2 separate regions of the Gossypium hirsutum genome follow, and region 1 is linked to region 2. The links are chromatin contacts, called in public Hi-C maps. All regions are on one chromosome and are shown on one strand. The core of a region is the stretch at or near the end of the contact, and the rest is flanking DNA. Distances in the headings are between cores, read along the strand shown. Region 1 holds the start of LOC107920280 (auxin-induced protein 22B). Region 2 holds the start of LOC107918835 (GRF1-interacting factor 1).

What was found. A called contact is a pair of places that touch in the nucleus more often than the background predicts.
Region 1: a contact with region 2 is called in a Hi-C map of leaf, with 2.5 times the contacts expected there. The contact joins the promoter of LOC107920280 here to the promoter of LOC107918835 in region 2. A contact is called at or near these places in 5 of 34 Hi-C or Micro-C datasets (callus and leaf).

Annotation. Positions count from the first base shown.
Region 1 is chrD13:57,506,895-57,509,594 of Gossypium_hirsutum_v2.1, reverse strand. It overlaps LOC107920280 (auxin-induced protein 22B), which reads right to left and starts at 1,282. Exons shown (of 3, transcript XM_016849900.2): 1 at 950-1,282; 2 at 556-858; 3 at 70-422. The coding sequence starts at 1,146. The coding sequence ends at 347.
Region 2 is chrD13:57,365,550-57,368,249 of Gossypium_hirsutum_v2.1, reverse strand. LOC107918835 (GRF1-interacting factor 1) reads left to right here and starts at 1,350. Exons shown (of 4, transcript XM_016848417.2): 1 at 1,350-2,107; 2 at 2,473-2,549; 3 at 2,657-2,700. The coding sequence starts at 2,027.

The DNA of each region.
Region 1 (2,700 bases), core at 33-2,532, 140 kb before region 2:
ATCCAAAGATTCCATCTTTCTTTTTTCCTCTTTCAAGAGTGATGGATAATGTAAATAAAGACCAAAGGCAAAAGAAGGATTTGGTTTATAATATACATGAAAAAGAAAAAAAAAGGAAAACCATGTTATGAACTTCATATGTTTTCCTTTGTACAAATTCCACAAGGAAATTAGAAACATGCCAAAACTATACATGAAAATATATATTTTTTGGGTTATGCCTTGGACAACATCCTAAGATTAATCTTCTTTGTTGCTTAATCAACAAAGAAGAAAAAAAAAAGGGATCGTAATTTCTTCTTTGGATACCCTAAGCTGAAGGGCTATTTTTTTTTCTTCCTTTTTTTCAAACAACACAACCCAAGCCTCTTGCTTCTGATCCTTTCATGATCCTCAGCTTTTTGCAAGAATTGGTGAACATCCTGCATTCAGGAAAAAAAATCTATAAGATATGATTCTCGAATCTTACGCGCAGATCTTAAACATTTCGAGTCTAATCCAAAGTTTAATTCAGTTGGTTAATATAATTATTCTTGAAAAGAAAAAGGAACTTACTCCCATGGTACATCTCCGACCAACATCCAATCACCATCTTTATCTTCATAAGTGGGCACAAATTCTGATCCATTATATCCTTCCCTCTCTGAATATTCACCAGCTTTGAACTTGAACATGTCTTCCAAGGCCTTAAGCAATTCTTGGTACCCTTTAAACACCTTCAAATCTATCTTTCTAAGATAAGGAGCCCCATCCATGCTCACTTTCACATATATCCCACTAATTTCACCCTCACTTTTCTTAGGTTGCAAGTTGTTTTTTCTGTAAGATCTGATCGGTGGCCACCCTATCACTTGTGCCCTGCAATATTATTATAATTACATGAGTGATTAACAAAAAAAAAAAAAGGAATCTTTCATTTTTGGTCGAAATTAAAAAAAAGATTGCTTACTTGGGGAGTGGAGCAGTTTCTTGGTCACAGTTTTTGGAAGCTGTGGCATTACTAGACATAGATTCTTCAGGCAAGGCTCTTTTGTTGTTGCTCCGAAGAGTTGCCGGCGTTTGGTTCTTAGCTGACTCGTCGGAGGTTCCCGGTAAGCCTAGCCGGAGCTCGGTGGCATCAAGGTTGAGATCTTTCTCAAATGCCATACCCTTAATTCCACTGTTTTTTTCTATAACTAAAGCTAGATTGAAAGCTTAGCTGAAAGATGATCAGTTCTTAGAGGAGAAAGAACAAATGCATGTGTTTAGGCCTTGCGGAAATTCAATGGTATCTTTATAGATGGGAATATTACGGTAATAAAGGTAAAGGACATTTGTTTAGAAAATTAATGGCTAAATTAATTAATTAATTTTACCTTTTATCTCAATAAGAAATTGTACGTGTTGAAATTTGAGGTTTAATTCATGTAATTTAATATAATATATTTTTATTTTATTTTTATGGTATCATTAATTAATTTAAGTAATAGTTAATTAGTTAGTATAGAATTTTTTTTAAAACACCTTCTCCAAATTAATAAAAGAATCAAATTATATTAAATTAAAAATAAAATTATTATATTATATTATATTATATTAAATCAAAATATAAAAATTAAATTTCAAATTTAAGTGTCGTATATTTTTGTTGCAATCAAGTGAAAATTTAATTCATAACTTATATTTAATTAAATTTTTAGTCTTTAAATAAATAAAATAAGAATTTTTTAAAATTTTACGCGTTCATAAAAAACAATGATTGAAGTGTATTATAATTTTGAATTATGATTAATTAAGATAAGTAGATGGCATTTAAATATTTTAATCAATATATTAAACAGAAAATTTTAGTTGTTTAGGGCAAAGGTATCTTTTAGCACATGAAATTGGACATGTTGGGGCAGCTAAGGTGTTTGTAACATGAAACAGCATAAGTGAGGCTATTGTCTATAACTTATGGGGACACGGTTGGGACAATGCTTAGCTGCCCACGTACATAGAACTTTGTGAAAGTCAGAAAAAAGATCAAACGGTTTCAAAGAATCCAGGAGAAGAATTCTGGAGCGTTTGATGTGATGACCATGGATGGATTCCAACTAAACTTGTTCACGGATCAATGATAGGGTCAAGCCATGACCTGAAATTGCTAGCCTCACAGCTGATTTGATGATCTGGTTGGGCGTTGAAAACCAATAGAATATTCTTCTATTAATTATGCTTTTATAATTAATTTTTTTTATAATAATGTGTTTTTATGTTCTTATCATATCATCTCTTATAATTTGGACAAGTTTCATCTTGTCAAACGCCATATTATATAAATCTTTAAAGAAAAGAATTCATGTCAAAACTCGTCAATCCATCACCATCTCAAACTTGACAACATTTCATCTAGTCACCTCACATTGAGTGTAACAGTGCTCGTGGTTGACATTTAGTCATTCTACCCTCTACACTGATGGTTGCGACTCATGCCTAGTCGACCCCCCTTCAACACCAAAGAAGACACGAGATAGACATAGAAGAACTCGGGTACTTGTAATATCAACACCTTACAACAACTCTCCCACCTTTCTAAACCTCCATCCTTAATGACTCGTTGCACCGTACGTATACAGTATGAACCACCACCATAACTATCCCCAACACCTTGTACTATATAATTGTTATAAGAATTTTATTATTAAATAAGGTCTAATTCATATAACAAAGTCGTTAAAA
Region 2 (2,700 bases), core at 101-2,600:
CGAGACCCGGCCCATTTTTAAAACGGGCCTCATTTCTTACCCAAACTCATATTTCGGACTTATATTTTTACCCGAACCCTCCTATTTTTCGGACGGGCCGTCGGGCCCGGCACCTCTAGTGCTGATTTGGCTTGAAGAGTTCTCTTTGGGTAGGGAAAAGAAAAGAAAACCCAGGTATTAGGGAACTAGCTATGCAATTTCAGCCGGATTGAGCCCAGGTCAAAAAATTTTACTCAATGTCCGATAGATCTTATTTTTTATCCAAATTCATTTTTAGAACCTAAATTTTTATTTCTTTCGGCCATCCATGTGGCATTTTGGTATAGGTTAACAAGCATTTGAATGACATATAAACATACGTTGAAAGCACCAAAGTATAATGCGGTCGAAAAAAAGAAGTATATAAAAAATTTCAAGTTATACAACATTAGAAAATTTGGTATGTCTTTTATTTTCCGAATGCATAGGCGACACAATAGAATTTCCTATCATGAGAAATTTGATGGACAAAGGAAAGGAGGAGGAATGTTTCAGATCTTACCTGTGGTGTCCTTGGTTGAAGCAGTGGTTAAATGTGGCGAGGGTTAGGGTTGCAATGATGACAATGATGGTTGTAGTAGTCGCGACGATTTCCCAATAATACGCATCGTTTTATTAACATACGCTCTGTTGTATTAATTTTGTCTCTATTTTTGTTATAAAAAAATTTCCAGTGTTTAAGGTTAGATATTAATTTAAAATATTTTTTTCATAACCATTTTTATTAATTAGTTTAAAAAATTCTATAGGAATAAATTTAAAGCAAATTTCAACCCAATTTAATATTAGTTTAAATAATTTTTTTTATAAGAAAAGCTAAAAAAACAGGGTGGGGGGGTTGGAATTTGTGGAGTACAGAAAAAAAAATTCAATGAGACCCTAACCACCCATCATGTTAGGTCATCTGGGAGCATCCTTAAATTTCCTTAAAAACCATCTCTTCAAAAATAAATTTAACAAAATTAAAATCTTCATATTATTTTTTTATAAGTTTTGATGAAATAAATATTTATATTCCCATGTATATTTTTAAAATTATTTAATAATACAAGAAGTATTTTTTGAAAAGGTGTGACACCCAACCCAGAAACAAAGGTGAGTAATAATTGTTAACGTTAGAGAGAGTTATATGGGTTCAGTGATTTGATGCCCCACAGATAAAGGCTTCAAAGCTGAACTGCCAATACCCAACATATTTCTACAGTACAACCCACTAGGCTTTTTGGTTGGTTTTCATTATAAGATTGTGGGTCACCTCACTTTGACCTTCTCACCATAAAGTAACATTCAGCCTCCATAAAGCTCTCCTTAATTCAGAGACATTCATCAAGATATGGAAGTTACTATATAGGGGAGTGGACAAGATTAGCAGAAGGCATGTGACACCAAAACAGAGAGACAGAATTCGTCATGTCCGAATGTAATAAACAAATAATTTTCCTTTTTCTTTGTCACTCCAAATTTACTGCCTGCAACAACTGCAAGCGCAAGGACCTTTGCTTTTCCCTCTGTTCCTTTTCCTGCACGGCTCTGTCTTCTTTTTTTTTCTTTTTTCTTTCTCACTTTCTGATCATTCATGTTTTATACTTGTATCATACTATAATTTATATATGTATACTGTATTCGTGTTTTGTAATAACTTAACATTGCCTTATCACGTGATCCTCTCTTACAGACAGAGAAAAAAAAAGATTGCAAAAGGAAGCAATAAATACCCAAAAATCCAAACCCTTTTTTCTTCCCAACAGGGAGAGAGGGAGTGTGTTTCAAAGAGCTGAGTAGGAAAAGCTCTTTCTTCATGAGTTTAGTTTGTCTCCTTTTTTTTACATTATTTTTGCTGTGATTTTACTCTTGCAGCTCACTGTCTTTTGGAGTGAGATCTTTAATTATTTGCATAGAAAAAGAGAGAGAAAGAAATATATACACACACTACTTCATTTTATTTTCTTTGTGAGAGAGCGTTTGCGTTTGAATATAGAGAAAGAAAATGCAGCAGCACCTGATGCAGATGCAGCCCATGGTTTCAGCTTACTATCCCAACAATGTCACTACTGATCATATTCAACAGGTCCTCCCTTTTTCTTTATTTTCTCTTATTTGTTTTTTTATATGTATGTATGTATGTATGTATGTCATGGAGTATTTTGATTCTCTTGTAGTCATTTCTTCTTTGATTAGTGAAAGATTACTACTGGAGGCTATAATCTTCTTTTTTGTTGCTGGTAAAAGCTACGATCATCTTTCTCCTTTTGTTTGATGACCGTTAGTACAAGGACTGTCTTCAATTTGCAGTTACTTTTTGTTAAGTAGTGTTATACACATTAGAGGAGTGCTAGTTAAGTGAGGTTATCAGACATGCTAACACTTGTGAATCTATTTGTGGTTTTTTATTGAAGTCTAAGAAAACTCTTTATATTGCGTGTTGGCATGCAGTATCTGGACGAGAACAAGTCGTTGATCTTAAAGATTGTTGAGAGCCAGAATTCGGGGAAATGGAATGAATGTGCTGAGTAAGTAGTGCTGATTTTCAGTCTCTAATATCTATCAGATTTGGCTTTTTCGGCTAAATTTGTATGGTATTCCCCTGCCTTGCAATATCTGATGCTCAATGGCTTAGGAACCAAGCAAGGTTGCAACGAAATCTCATGTACTTGGCTGCAA